2 separate regions of the Danio rerio genome follow, and region 1 is linked to region 2. The links are chromatin contacts, called in public Hi-C maps. All regions are on one chromosome and are shown on one strand. Each heading gives the region's core, a stretch centred on a gene start, on an enhancer-like site or on the middle of the called end of the contact. The rest is flanking DNA. Distances are from core to core; before and after follow the strand shown.

Region 1 (3,682 bases), core at 1,137-3,636, 470 kb before region 2:
ATCTGGGGTCGCCACAGCGGAATGAACCGCCAACTTATCCAGCAAGTTTCTACGCAGTAGATGCCCTTCCAGCCGCAACCCATCTCAGGGAAACATCAATATACACATTCACACACACTCATACACTACGGACAATTTAGCCTACCCAATTCACCTGTACTGCATGTCTTTGGACTGTGGGGGAAACTGGAGCACCCGGAGGAAACCCACACGAAGGCAGGGAGAACATGCAAACTCCACACAGAAACACCAACTGAGCCGAGGTTCAATACAGCGACCCAGCAACCTTCTTACTGTGAGGCAACAGCATACCTACTGCGCCACTGCCTCGCCCCTACTACTAAACAATTATTTTTAAATATATTAATCTATGTTTTGGGTGTCCATTTTTTGCTGTCTTACATTGCTATGTTCTTATCAAATAAAAAGAAACCCCATTTCCCATGATGCACACAAACAGGTCGAACCTGCTTTTCCTGAGCGTTTAAGCACGAGCATTTTGACTGCCGTTGGAGTGGGAATACATTTATGAAAACTTACTTGTACTTAAAAAAAAAAAAAAAAAAAAAAAAAACAATAGTTATGTAGTTTGTATTCACGTGTTTAAGATCCTCGTGAATCTAACAATAAGAACCTCACACAAAAAGGAAACAGAGTTGAAGGTAATCAGACGTTTATAGTTTTGTATTTTAGCATTTCCCTCTGAATTTTAAATGTAAGTAACAGATGAAAATACTTTTCACTGTAGGCTATAAATAATAAAATTTTTGCGCTTTCCAAAGTGAATATCTCTGAATGAATAATACTAGCTAAACATTATATACTTAATTGTTAGTTATCAAGCAGCTGTGTAACATACATCTGTCAGGTGATGTTTTAGAGAGCACTTGTTAACCCTTGTACACTGTTCAAATTGACTACCCTTTTGTTATATTTTGAATAAAATCATCCACTAAATAAAACTGCTGTAAAAATGCATCAGTTTTTTGTGCATAAATTTGATAATCAACCTCTGTCCTGATCAAAACTACTAAATGTTTTTAAAAATTACGTGATTTTAACTCTTCAATTGCCAAGATCATAAATTATGTCACTGATTTCGTGAAAAAATAGCATATTTGTAATATAAAAGGTGGTTGTGGGCTGGATTTATTTATTCATATATTTTTGCTTTTATCACAGTCTTGGACATGTGAACGATTAGTAACAATGTTGGCTTTGATGCATTGTTAGATTTTCGTTTTTTCTCCCTTTACTGTTGGTGGCTTTTTTTGCCCCATTGACTTCTATTGATGAAACATACATTGGGCATACATTTGATAGTGCATATACACACAGTATTTGTTTTTATTTACTGCATGTAGGTCTGAGAACTGAGATGCCTATTTTGATGTTAAGGGAAGTGCGTAAAAGTCACACACTTAGACACAAAAACACACACACTTTAATTTGCTGTTATACTTTATATAAAATCCAGAAGCTAAGCTTTTCTTTGTGCACAGGCTTATTTTACAGGGTTATTGGTGCCAACTGATGATCAACAGTAAAAATTACAAATTTCACCTATTCCCAACAGGGAAACCACCAACAGTCAAAAATGCATGATTATGTGGCATCATGGCTTTTCAATCAAAAGATGTGGTTTAAAAGGAAGACACCAACAGAAAATTAGGAAGAAAAAAAAGAAGAAAAAAATCAATGCATCAAAAGCAATGCTGTTTCACATGTCCAAGACTTTGACAACAGGTACATTATTTTATTTTACTTGTTTCTTTTATTCTTGTTTATGTAAAGCACTTTGAATTGCCATTGTGTATGAAATGTGCTATATAAATAAACTTGCCTTGCCTTGCCTTGCCTTACAAAATTCCAGTTTACACCTAACTTTTATTTTGAAAATACATAATTTTTTAATATATAATATTAATATATATAATAGTTTAATTGAGTGGATGTTTTCAACCCAAACATAATGCAAGGGTAGTAACAGAGTGTATCTTTCTTACACTCTGTAATTTCTTAAAATATGTTTCTAAATAAGATTTTTCACCAAAAATCATTATGCGAGCTGAAACACAGAATAAGTTATGGCTAAATTTAATTGCAGAATCACCCCAGAGTGGATGAAAACATCCACAACAGTATGTGTTAAGAACTCTTTTCCTTTTTTTTCTTTTTTTCACTGAGAGTAATGCTGAACTAACTTATAAAGGTAATAATTCCAGTCCCACAACATTGAAATTACAATCCCCCTTTTTTTTTTTCAATAATAGTAGATGCTTTTATTTGATGGTAAAAAAGGGGGGGGGAAATCAAAAGGCTCAATCAATAGTGTGCCTGTTACATCACAGGAATGTATAAACAGTATGGTCAATACATGCCCACATTGCCCAGAGCACTTCAGAGGCTGTAGTGCAGGAACAAAAGATAGGTTCTCTCATATGCACAGAAATGTTTTATTTACTGTAAGGGTTAGTTTAGCCTACCCAAAAAGGGGAATTCTGTCATAATTTAATCAGAATCATCCTTCAAACATGTATGACTTTTACTTCTGTAGAATATACTTATTTAAAAAAAAATAGTAAGGGTGTTGTTACCGCTGACTTAAATTGTATGGACAGAGATTTCTTGAAATATTTTTTATTTTTCCACAGAACAAAGAGTTGGAATCACAAAAAGGTGAGTAAAGGACAAGAGAATCTTTATTTACAGTTAAATTGACTTGAATTGTATGAACAAAAATACAAAAAGCTTCTCTTTTATGTTTTATTTTATCTTACGTTAATCTAAACCTTTACGTCTAGTGAACTTTATTAACATGAAATATGTATATTAATTGCCATTCTCATTCATTCATTCATTGTCTTGTCGGCTTAGTCCCTTTTTTATTAATCCGGGGTCGCAACAGCGGAATGAACCGCCAACTTATCTAGCAAGTTTTTACGCAGCGGATGCCCTTCCAGCCACAACCCATCTCTGGGAAATAATTGCCGTTCTCATTTAATACAATAATGACTTTGCATTTTCTTGGGTTTGTAACTTCTCCAGCAGTTTGATTTGATTACGAATTTAAATCACAGCCCTGACAACATTATTTTTAAACATTTTATTGTCTTTTAAAAATATTTGCATGATTTTATATATATTTTTCTTTATTTTGTCTAGGCATGACGAAATATTCAAGCTGTCCTGGCCAGCTGCTTATTCAACTATGTGCAGCCCATGTGCAGTCTGCCTAAAACAGTCTGCTTTCTGCTCACAAAATACAAATATTTTACAGAGAACTTTGTGCATAAGAATGCTGTGAAGATGTACCAAATTGTATCAGCAACTGTTGGAGATATTGGCATTGGTGCCATAAGCCGTTGCCCACCACCTAAGAAGAAGAGAGTTGGCAGACCAAGCCGCCCAGTCATAAAAGCAAGTGCACTAGGAGCCATACTTGTTTTTGCTGCTATAGTGGCATGGTGTGACTACTCTGCCTCTTTTCACAAGGCCAGTTGTCTGACGACTGAACGATTAGACCTTAACAAGGATGGGTTTGCTATCAGAAATCAAGCTGGGGTTGTCATATTTAAAATGGCATTCAGGTACGCTTTTTAAAACAGTCTTGTTTATTTGTATTCACATGGTTGTGATTAGAGTTCACACTGTTTCTTATTGTGCATTTTAGGTCTGGAAC
Region 2 (4,123 bases), core at 1,243-3,742:
GTACCTTCAAAGAATTTTGCTTTGTAGAAAATGTCTTCCAAATAGATACCTAATCAATTGTTTATGCTTTTGTTGAATTCATTAATTCAAATTAAATTTTACCAATAGCGTTTAATAGCACAATCTGTGCAGCAAACAACATTACCCATGATGCTGTGGAAAAATCTACCCCAATCAGAGTCAAAGCAAGTAAAGAGCGCCAAAAGAGGTCTTTAACTCCACCCACGCCTCTGAGGCAACGTGATAGGTGGGAACTGAGTTGGTCTCCCAACTCTCTCAAAAAGGCTGGGACTTGACTTTATTCCTGTTAGGATTTGATTGGATAGTTTACTAATTGCTTGTTATCTAATGTGAGAGACAGGTTGTTGGAGGTGATGTTGTCACATTAATATTCATGGTCTATTAAGGTCCATATGTAATAAAGGGTCAATAAAGGTTTGATCCATGAATGCGTCACTGCAAATGATCTCGCAGACTGGACCGTCTGTCAGGAAAGCAGCACGTTTGCAGTTTTCTCCAACAAATAAAATTAAGCAATGCTAGTGTTGTCTTCTATGATGTACTACACAAACAACTCTGTTAAATCTTATGTTTTAGTGTATCATGAGGCTTTTAAAACCCAAATTTCAAGAGCTGCACTTCTTGAATGGTTGGAAGTTCACAGTGCTGGTTGGAAATTTAGTTTGGAACTTGGGGAAACACTGAATCGTTGAATTATGTTTGTGAGAAATCTCCACAACAATTTGCTAACAATGCTTAGCTCTCTCTCTCTCTCTCTCTCTCTCTCTCTCTCTCTCATATATATATATATATATATATATATATATATATATATATATATATATATATATATATATATATATCAGATAGAGTTATCAGATATTGGCATTTTAAAATTCCATGTCGATATCATTTACATGAGAAAATGAACTGTGATCAATTAAAATACAGAAATTGATATTTAAGATTTTTTCAGTCCATTTTTATGGCTCAGTACTTCAATATAACCAATTTTCTAAAACACCAATAATTATGTCATTTATCACTACAACCTAGTGTTATCGTCTACATTTAAACACTGCATCATTTAATTAATAGTATAATGTTTAGTTTATTTGGTTTGTTTTGGGTTTCGAACAGAAAATCCTGGCCCAGGTCAAAAATGTTATCAAAATGCCTTTTTTGCAATTAGCCACAGATTTGCTCCAACCAAACCATTTAAAACACCATTTAAAATCTGATAGGCTAAATATAGAAAACATTAATAATAACTGCAACTCACGTTCTGAATAGTATCTGATCTTGGCAAATGTCAGCAAAGGGTAATTTGACCATGCAACCTTATGACAGATCAGATAGGAAACCTAACACTTAGGTCAACAGTTGCATCATTAACACAAAACGCTGAGGTGTCTCAAAACCTAGCGAGACTCTTTCTTGCCAGCATTCTAGGGAAACAAAACGCCCCAAAAAACGCGGTCTAGGTAGACAGCTAGTGAGGTTTTGTGACACATCCCGTCTGCGATGAGTAAGAAGAACACAAGTGACATGGAAAGCAAAGCCTACACGGTGGCTTATAGTGGAAATTACTATAGGCGCTTGACAGTGCAAACACACGCCTACTCTATCAGCGGGAAACTGATGCATGGCCACGATTACAGTAAATTACGCTGAATAATGCCTCTTCCTATGAATATGCCATTATATATCAGAACATACAGCTCAAGGTATTCTCCCAGTGTTGCAATTGCAGCTTCGGGGTGAGTTAGATAAAACATTCACCCTCTGTAGTAAATGAAACTGTTACTAATGATTTATTACTGATAATGGAGATTGAGTTTTGTTTATGTTGAACAATTCAGGCAATGCTGGCGGTGGTCTACCTTTTTCTTCAGGTAAAAAAGCTCTGCAGATTTTAAGTGCATCGCCTGTAACGTCACGTTAATCGCATGCCTCAGAAACAAAAATAAATAATCTGATCAAAATGGCATAGTGCTAAGGTTAAACTCACCCATTGCTGCTGCTGCTGCTGCTGCTGAAGTCTACGAGAGTAAATCCATTTACTAGATCATGACAAGCACTTTACAATCCCTCAAAACTCAAGCGGTTTTTTATCGCTTTAAAATGGCGTCAGTCCTAATCTCGAGTTGGATTTCTTTTTCGGGAGGAAAGAAATGAAGAGCGGTCGATCTGCGGTCGATGGGTGAAATGCGTCTGCAGATTCAGATGAAATGTGGACTGGAGCAGAAATATGGTGTACAGTCAGTCTCAGCACTGCATTGCTTCCCTCTCAAATCCTCAGGCTCGGGGGGAGGATCGAGCCTTCCCACTGCGGAGAAAACAAATCTGCTCTTACGATCCACAGTTATGTCCAAAGTCCTGCTTTCCGTGACTCGCCGGTCGTGCGGGGCAAATATATCCAGGAGAAACGCGGACTCCGGCGTTCCCGCGGCTGAACGTGTGTTGCTTCTGGACTTCAGCGAGTGTGATGTGACTCTTGCTGGACTCCCGCAGTAGTTTTTGATGGTTGGTGTGTGTGTGTGTGCTTCTGCTCTCTGAGTCTGATCTGGGCAAACGCTCTGACTGACAGACCTGTCCTGGCTGCTGCTCGCTCACCTGCGCCATCTACCTGTGGAACAAGATATCTATCTATCTATCTATCTATCTATCTATCTATCTATCTATCTATCTATCTATCTATCTATCTATCTATCTATCTATCTATCTATCTATCTATCTATCTATCTATCTATCTATCTGTCTATCTGTCTATCTGTCTATCTGTCTGTCTGTCTTGCTAAGCGTGTTGTATACAATTTTTATGTTTTTTTATTCATTATTTATTTGTTTGTTTGTTTATATTTTCAATTTTCAGTTTTAGTTTATATGTTTAATTACAGCATATTTGTATTTTTTATGCCTTTCTGCTTAAGCCCAAAATATGTTTTTTTTTTTTTTTTAATTTCTTATCTCACTTTCCAGAATATTTGTATTTTTTTGTATTTGTATAACAGTTTTTCTGGTTTTGTGTTTGCATAGAGCAATATATTTATTTGTCTGTTCACATGTTTGCTTGATTTGTTTATTTTGTCCACTTGGAAATGTATTGCTGAAAATGTATGTTTGTTTTTGCCATTTTTCTTCAGTACAACATGTTTATTTGTTAAATCAATCAAAATTCGGTTATTTATTTATTTATTCATTATTTATTTATTTATTATATTTTTACAGTTTTCTCTGTCGCTCTGGTGCGTTTCTTACAATACTACATTCGCAAAACAGTTAATGCATTTCTCAAAACATTTAGAACAAACTGCAAAACCTAGTTGATAACCTGCAAAAGCGTGTTACTTGATCAAAATGGAAAACTCATTCCTCAAAAGCAAGTATGTCAATGAAAGTGTCAGTGTCATCAAGATGAGAGTCCTGACACCATTGTTTATGAACAAGATAGTCAAATGGCTTTGTCATGTTTTCATTATGACAGTTTACTCTGTTAATGTAAAAAAGTCAGATGTAAGAGTCAGATTTTGGTGACACATCCTGAAAATGCTGAAGAAAGCACTACACTGCCATTTGAAAACTACAGTAAAGAAGTTACACAAGTAGTTTTTCTCAGTCGCTTTGGTGCATTTATCACAACACTAGTACATTTCTGCACAACAGTTAATGCATTTTCCAAAACAATTAGTACAAACCTCAAAACCTAGTTGATAACCTGCAAAAGCACGTTACAAGCTCAAAATGAATAGTGCATTCCTCAAAAGCAAGTATTTATGTCAGTAAAAGTATCAGTGTCATCAAAATGAAAAATCCTGACACCATTGTTGATGAACAAGATAGTCAAATGACTTTGTCATGTATTCATTATGACAGTTTACTCTCTACATTTTGATGTACATTACATCTGCATGAGGACCAATCAGGATCAGCCTAATTTTTTAATTTCGCCAGACTGCTCCATTGACGTCAGATTTTGGTGAGACTTCCAGAAAATGCTCAAGACAACACTATATACTATTTGCACAGCCATTTGAAAAACTACAGTAAAGTTAGACATCACTGCATTTAGTGAGGTATCTGAGTACAAGACACGAAATATGTATGTTTACTGTAACATTTT

The links. A called contact is a pair of places that touch in the nucleus more often than the background predicts.
Region 1: a Hi-C map of an unstated tissue shows a contact between it and region 2, with 4 times the contacts expected there. The contact joins the promoter of si:ch211-117c19.1 here to the promoter of setbp1 in region 2. A contact is called at or near these places in 1 of 18 Hi-C or Micro-C datasets (an unstated tissue) and 1 of 4 datasets of contacts at active chromatin or transcription factors (embryo).

Annotation. Positions count from the first base shown.
Region 1 is chr5:56,622,359-56,626,040 of GRCz12tu, reverse strand. It overlaps si:ch211-117c19.1, which reads left to right and starts at 2,386. Exons shown (of 4, transcript XM_073951432.1): 1 at 2,386-2,679; 2 at 3,166-3,590; 3 at 3,674-3,682. The coding sequence starts at 3,223. It also overlaps a transcript of mamdc2a not described here.
Region 2 is chr5:56,147,104-56,151,226 of GRCz12tu, reverse strand. setbp1 (SET binding protein 1) reads right to left here and starts at 2,492. Exons shown (of 4, transcript XM_005165675.6): 1 at 2,012-2,492.